Linked DNA regions of Macaca mulatta: region 2 is linked to region 1. Evidence: chromatin contacts called from public Hi-C data. All regions are on one chromosome and are shown on one strand. The core of a region is the stretch at or near the end of the contact, and the rest is flanking DNA. Distances in the headings are between cores, read along the strand shown. Region 1 holds the start of DRC12 (dynein regulatory complex subunit 12 homolog). Region 2 holds the start of RNF26 (ring finger protein 26).

Region 1 (3,824 bases), core at 888-3,387:
CTCTAGAAATCTGGTGGCGGGGCGTCCAGCCTCTTATTCTCTCTCTGGGTTTTGTTGTTTTTGTTTTTTATCCCTAGAGTCTCACAGGCTCCTCATTATTAAGAAGTAAAGACTCTCTCCATGTTCTGCCTATACAAAATAGCTTTCCGGATAGCCCGGCATGGTGGCTCATGCCTGTAATCCCAATATTTTGGGAGGCTTAGGTGGGAGAATTGCTTGAGGCCAGGAGTTTGAGACCTGCCTGGGCAACAGAGTGAGACCTTGTCTCTATAAGAAAAATAAATAGGGCCAGGCGCAGTGGCTCATGCCTGTAATCCCAGCACTTTGGGAGGCCAAGGTGGGAGGATCATGAGGTCAAGAGTTCGAGACCAGCTTGGCCAACATGGTGAAAACCTGTCTCTAATAAGAATACAAAAATTAGCCGGGCGTGGTGGCTGTGTGCCTGTAATCCCAGCTACTTGGGAGGCCGAGGCAGGGGAATCACTTGAGCCTGGGAGGCAGAGGTTGCAGTGAGCCAAGATCACGCCACTGCACTCCAGCCTGGGCAACAGAGCACAGGACTCTGTCTTAAAAAAAAAAGATAGTAAAATAAAATAAAATGAAATAATAAAATAAAATAAATTTTAAAAAAGAAAAATAAATAAATAAATAAAGTAGCTAGGTAGGGTGGTGTGCACCAGCTACTCGTGAAGCTGAGGTGGGAAGATTGTTGGGGTCCAGGAGTTTGAGATTACAGTGAGCTATGATCACACCACTGCAGTCCAGCCTGGGCAATAGAGCAAGATTCTGTCTAAAAAAAAAAAAAAAGCTTCCTTTATCAACTCTCACTGCCCACCCCTCTCTCATTGTCTTTTTCCACTAGGGGATGGTTAGGGTTCAACTTAGCCCCCCACTGTATCTCCAACTCTCCAATCCCCCAGGATACAGAAATGCCCCATTTCACTTGCCCTGTTGCCCACCCCCATGCCAACTTCTACCCTCCTTACCCAAGTGATCTCGGAGCAGCTCCTTCTCCAGCACCACCAGCCTGTGCCTGGACTCAGCCTCCACATCTGCACCTGCTGTGGCAAGTGGCAGAGCCTCAGCTCTTCGTGATCTCAGCATTCCTCACTCTCCTTGCGTCCTCACCCCACACCCTGCACTTTTGCCACAGGAGACCTGAGGACCACTAAATGAGGGATCCATGGTGGCAGAGTCTACTGAAGTCAGCACTGTGTCCTTACCAACCAGCACATAACAGATATGCAAAATACACATGACAAATATATTAGGAAGGCACAAAGCTAGATGGTGCTTAAAGGAGAGCGTGAGTGACCATTTCCCCACTTCCTCAGCTCCCTGCATCTGACTTCAAGGACACGAAAGAGGAAGGTCAAGAGAGTTCCATCCTGTCATGTAGAAGGCTGAATTCTCTCTGGAGGAGCTCTGCGTGGTCTTCATGCCAGAACATGGAGAAGCAGGGGGCACCTCCACCCACCATGACTCACCCCAGTTCTTTTTCTTCTGCGCCCCAGATTTCTTCCCTTTTTCTTTGTTTTTAAGTGGCATCTCCTTGCTGTCCTGGGAGAAGGAGGGGACCTTATGTTTAGGTCTGGACACAGGGATGCTTTCCTGACTGAATCAGGAGTCTCAGGGGAGTCTCCTGGTTCTACTCCAAATTTGTATCTCATACTCTTCAGAAAAGTCAGTTCACAGTCTCTTTGGAACCTCAGGCAGGGTTGGGGTCAACGGGGAGGGTGAAGTTTTTTCTCTCAACCAGGCTGACTGTACGGAAGTCACTCCTCACAACTCTCTTTTAGATAAATCCCTGTACCTGCTCCCCTCCCTCTTCCCATCATCCTCAACCCCCTCTTCCTACCTGTAGGATCCTCTCCTGCCAGTGTTGGGGCTCCCTGTGGAGTGACCCACCCGTGGGGAGTGGCAGAGAGAAGGCCCAACTAGCGAGGAGCCTGAGGCGGGGCCTGGGTCCTGGGAGCCAATCCTTGGTGACAAATTTCTCTTGAGGGCAGGACTGAGGGCTGGAAGGTTGGGTTTCGGGAGGCTGTATGTTGTCCAGGCAACTGGGAAACATGGAGTTCGTAGGAAGGTGGAATGGGCTAAATCAGCTCACAAAGCTTAAAATATCAAGGTCTCAAAGGGTCAGTTCTTTCCTTATCCCAAAACCCTAAGTATAGTTTGAAAAGAAAGGGCTTTGGAGGCCGATTGGTTATGATTCATTGCCACGTAGACATGGCCTGCAATTTGGAGACTTCCAAATTCAGATGTACACATCTGAGATAATATGTTGTGCTGATACAGAGGAAAAGGACTGACAGTAGCCATGTTGGACAATTGACATCCCGAGGTCCCATCAGCAAAATGACATTAGTAGGTTTAAAACTGAAGATCTAAGCTGGGGGCGGTGGCTCATGCCTATAATCCCAACATTTTCAGAAGCTGAGGCAGGAGGATTACTTGAGGCCAGGAGTTCAAGACCAGCCTGGACAACACAGTGAGACCTCATTTCTACAAAAAATTAAAAAATTAGCCTGGCAGGGTGGTGCACACCTGTTAGTCTCAGCTACTCGGGAGGCTGAAGCAGGAGAACCACTTGAGCCTGGGAGGTTGAGGCAGCAGTGAGCTATGATTGCACCACTGCACTCCAGCCTGGATGACAGAGGGAGACCCTGTCTCAAACAAACAAACAAACAAACAAACAAAAACCCCAAACCACTGAAGATCCTCTTCAGTACACTGTGGAATGAGGGTAATAAGTACAGGAATAGGTAGTCGAGGGCGTTTCCCACTTCAGAGAAATGAGACACAAAGGAACAGCAGACCCATGGACTCTAGGGTACTGACCTAGAGGGATGCAAGTGTGCAGGAAAGTGCTCAGGTTAGAGACAAGACATTTGAGTTTGAGTCCCAACTGTGGATATGTAAACTGAGGCAAGCCATTTGACTTTGCTCAGCATCAGTTTCCTGATCTTTAAATGTTTGATTTTGTAGCTCTTGAAAAGCCTGTGTTTTAGCTAGGTGTTTACATGGCTATCTTCTCTCCTAGTTACTTAATCTATTGCTACATTTCCCCATTCCCTTGTGTGGTTGATTTTCAGACAGGTGTTGAGACATTGCTTTGTGAGGCTCCCTGCAGCATAGAGTTGGTTGGGGCTCCCTCTAGTGGACTTGTTTGACCTTCTCCTGAGTTTCCCACATTTTTGCTTTTAAATTATTTACTGGGCAATATTGGGGGTGACTCCCTTTGGGGATACTTCTTAGTGTCCTGCTGGAGCCAGGAGTGGCTGGAATAATTAATGTGGGGGAGAGAGTATGACGGGTGGCCCTCCCTTGTCAGGCAGCCTTCACTCTCCCTGCAGCTCTGTGCTATCCTGAGGCTTGCCATCTATCTGCCACTTGGATCTCTGGGCACCATACTGGTTAGAGTGAAAACAGCAGACACTTCAGGGCTTTTCTCCTTTTGGATTAGGGGACCTGCAGACCGTTTCTTTAGGTTTTTTGTTTGTTTGTTTTGTTTTTGTTTTTGTTTTGAGACAGAGTCTCGCTCTGTTGCCCAGGCTGGAGTGCAGTGGCACGATCTCGGCTCACTGCAAGCTCCACCTCCCGGGTTCATGCTGCGACTGCAGGCATCCACCACCACGCCCCGCTAATTTTTTTGTATTTTTAGTAGAGATGGGGTTTCACCGTGTTAGCCAGGATGGACTCGATCTCCTGACCTCGTGATCCACCCGCCTCGGCCTCCCAAAATTCTGGGATTACAGGCGTGAGCCACCGCGCCTGGCATTTTTTTTTTCTCAGTGTCTCTCTCTGTCACCCAGGCTGGAGTG
Region 2 (3,789 bases), core at 120-2,619, 140 kb after region 1:
GGCAGGAGGATGCAAGTGGGCAAATAAAAACATCATCAACACATCACAACACAACAAACCATAACCTGGGCAGGGCCTGAGAGCAGCGAGAGAGAAAGGGTAGGAAGAAGCCAGAGGAGTTTCAGCGCCTGCAGTCCTTCCTCTGCACCGTAGCGTAGCCCCTACCACGACCCCACGGCCTCAGTAAAGGTTTGCTGCACACCTCAGCTTCTTATCAGTGATGCTTTGGAGAATGAAGGACTCCGAGGCAGTGTTCAGGGCAGAGTGAAGGGGGATGGACAATTTGAGGAGCCCAGGAGTGGAGATGGAGAATTCAACCCAAGTAGGAAATTCAGCAAAGGTAACCAGGGGAAAGATAAGTCCGCTAGGAGTCCGCTAAGTATCCTTGGAGTTAGTAGAAAATCCCAGGATTCCCAATATATTTGGGATGGGGTTTCAAATATATTTTGACTATTGTTTGAGTATTAAAGAAAAGGGCAGGGCCAGGCTTGGTGGCTGACGCCTGTAATCTCAGCACTTCGGGAGGCCGAGGCGCCTGGATCACGAGGTTCAGGAGCTGGAGGCCAGCCTGGCCAACATGGTGAAACCCCGTCTCTACTAAAAATACAAAAATTAGCCGGGTGAGGTGGTGGGCGCCTGTACTACCCGGGAGGCTGAAGCAGGAGAGAATCGCTTGAACCCAGGAGGCAGAGGTTGCAGTAAGCCGAGATCGCGCCACTGCACTCTAGGGTAGGAAGGCCCAGGGTAGCAAGCTGAGCTGTTTCGAAATCTGCAGCCACCTTTTCTCAATGACAATGAAGTAATCTTCCAAGATGTTGAAAAACCTGGTGCGGAAAGTTTGGAGTAGCAGTTTGGGAATCTCCTGTAATAATCCGCTTTCCCTTGTGAACCTCAGGCACTGTCTTAAAATTTTTTGTATCCTCAATGCACTGTAGGAGCTCAACAAATGATAGAATAGATGAATAAATAGAGGAGAATGAGGAGACGGATCTGAACAGGCTGCGAAGGAGGTGCTATTCCAAAGCCCAGCCCAGAGGCAGTGACCTCGGACTCAAACCAAAAAAAACAGCTCGCGTTCGGAGGCCGGGAGAAAGAACAGCTCCCAAATTAAGGGGAGTCCAAGGCCTTGCTCTTTTAGAGGGCGGGGCTAGGAGAACGTATTCCGACGCTGCCCGTCAACGAGCCAATCCCCGCCTCAAGGGGGAGGGGATTTAATCTGTCGCCGCTCCTTCCCTTCGGAAAGTAAATACGTTCGTGCGCCATTCAAACGGACCAATGAGTGATTGACGTTGTTGCGCTTGGCCCTCACCGATTGGCTGGAGTTTGTCGTCCCTCCCTCCTCGTCATCCCTCTGGCTCCACCCCTTTGCACACAAGATGGCGGCGCCCAGCGGAATAGGGGCTGCGCTTGGGGTTTGCTGAAGCTGGTTGCCTCTCCCACTCCCCTTTTGGGTGCAAAGCGCCGCTAACGGGAGGACGGGGGCCGGGCGGGGACAGGGGCACCTGCGTAGCTGGACTGCGAGCCCGCGCCCAGCTTGCGTCGACCCCACCCGGCCCCGGCCCGACCCGACCCGACCCGATCCGATCCAATCCGATCCCATTCCATCTGTTCCCCGTCTCCTCCCGGTCTGACCCATTGCCCGGCCGTGGTTCGCCACACCAGGCATCCAAAGCTGAGGTCGCTCCTACGGCCTGGGCTCGCCTTCGCTTTGGAGATGTTTGGGCTCTTCCCTCCCAAACAGCCCATCTTCAAAACCTGGACTCTTGGACTGGCACCTGGCCCCCTTTCCCTCTACCAAGACTCCTCTTCCCTCTTACCCACTTCTTCCTCAGATTCTTGGTACCGCCTGTGTTGGAGACTGCTCATTTTCCTTCCAAATTAATCCCAGACCCCCTAAAATATTGACAACCTAGACAACCCCACAACCGAGGAGCCAGACTTTCTTTTGGACTAACCTCCATAGCCCTATCATGGAGGCAGTGTACCTGGTAGTGAATGGGGTGGGCCTGGTGCTGGACGTGCTGACCTTGGTGTTGGACCTCAACTTCCTGCTGGTGTCCTCCCTCCTGGCTTCCCTGGCCTGGCTCCTGGCCTTCGTCTACAACCTGCCGCACACGGTACTGACTAGTCTTCTGCACTTGGGCCGCGGAGTCCTGCTTTCATTGCTGGCCTTGATCGAAGCCGTGGTCCGGTTCACATGTGGGGGCTTGCAGGCCTTGTGTACCCTGCTCTATAGCTGCTGCTCTGGCCTGGAGAGCCTAAAGCTCCTGGGGCACCTGGCCTCTCACGGGGCACTGCGGAGCAGGGAAATACTGCACCGGGGCGTCCTCAGTGTGGTCTCCAATGGCCATGCTTTGCTGCGCCAGGCCTGTGACATCTGTGCCATTGCCATGAGCCTGGTGGCTTATGTGATCAACAGCCTGGTCAACATCTGCCTCATCGGCACTCAGAACCTCTTTTCCCTGGTGCTGGCCCTGTGGGATACAGTGACCGGGCCTCTGTGGAGGATGACGGATGTAGTGGCTGCCTTCCTAGCCCACATTTCCAGCAGTGCTGTGGCCATGGCCATCCTCCTTTGGACACCCTGCCAACTAGCCCTGGAGCTGCTGGCCTCAGCTGCCCGCCTCCTGGCCAGCTTTGTGCTTGTCAATCTCACTGGCCTGGTGTTGCTGGCTTGCGTGCTGGCAGTGACGGTGACTGTGTTGCATCCGGACTTGACCCTGAGACTGGCTACCCAGGCACTCAGCCAGCTCCATGCCCGGCCATCCTACCACCGTCTTCGAGAGGATGTCATGAGGCTCTCTCGCCTAGCACTGGGCTCAGAGGCCTGGCGCCGAGTCTGGAGCCGCAGCCTGCAGCTGGCGAGTTGGCCGAACCGCGGAGGGGCACCTGGAGCCCCCCAGGGTGACCCTATGAGGGTGTTCTCAGTTAGGACCCGGAGACAGGACACTTTTCCTGAAGCGGGGCGCAGATCAGAGGCAGAAGAGGAGGAGGCCAGGACCATCAGAGCGACACCTGCCAGGGGCCGAGAGAGGCTCAACGATGAGGAGCCTCCAGGCGGGCAAGACCCGTGGAAGTTGCTGAAGGAGCAAGAGGAGCGGAAGAAGTGTGTCATCTGCCAGGACCAGAGCAAGACGGTGTTGCTCCTGCCCTGCAGGCATCTGTGCCTGTGCCAGGCCTGCACTGAAATCTTGATGCGCCACCCCGTCTACCACCGCAACTGCCCGCTGTGCCGCCGGGGCATCCTGCAGACCCTCAATGTCTACCTCTGAAGACTCCTTCCCTACCTGCCCACCCCTCCACGCTCCATGCAGGCACTCACGCTAGGACAGCATTAACAGCTCATCTCCGGGTCCTGGTCTGAATCCCTCCTACCCCTGTGGCTGTCCTGCCAGGCCTCCAAGCCATACATCCAGGACATTGAGATGGAAGACTATGATGTGGGTGGGGGCAGGATAACATAGCTTCTCCTTACCCAGTGGGTCCCTTCGATGCTGAGGGTGGTGAGTATGTCACTATGCAAGGGCCTTGAGACTGTTTGCTGTGGGCTCTCCTCCAGCTTGCCCAGGGCCCACCCAGCTGCCTCTGGGGTTACCCCTCTCTGCTTGTGGTTTTTCTGTTGGAGATCTGTAGGTCCTTTTCCTGCCTCCTTCACATTTCCTCCCCAGCTTTTGTGGCCACAACATATCAGTGTTATTTGGGTGTTTTGGCAACTCAGGGGCCTTCGGATGATCTTGAACCTTTGTGTTCAGCCAGAGCCCCTGTGCCCTGGTAGGCTTTGGGGTTAGT

The links. Hi-C and Micro-C count contacts between places; a contact is called where the count stands out from the background.
Region 2: a contact with region 1 is called in a Hi-C map of fetal cortex germinal zone, with 3 times the contacts expected there. The contact joins the promoter of RNF26 here to the promoter of DRC12 in region 1. A contact is called at or near these places in 3 of 14 Hi-C or Micro-C datasets (cortical neurons, fetal cortex germinal zone and liver).

Annotation. Positions count from the first base shown.
Region 1 is chr14:119,883,944-119,887,767 of T2T-MMU8v2.0, forward strand. It overlaps DRC12 (dynein regulatory complex subunit 12 homolog), which reads right to left and starts at 2,138. Exons shown (of 7, transcript XR_013404339.1): 1 at 1,859-2,138; 2 at 1,488-1,560; 3 at 987-1,061.
Region 2 is chr14:120,024,313-120,028,101 of T2T-MMU8v2.0, forward strand. It overlaps RNF26 (ring finger protein 26), which reads left to right and starts at 1,370. Exons shown (of 1, transcript NM_001266883.2): 1 at 1,370-3,789. The coding sequence starts at 1,971. The coding sequence ends at 3,272. It also overlaps the pseudogene LOC144334475.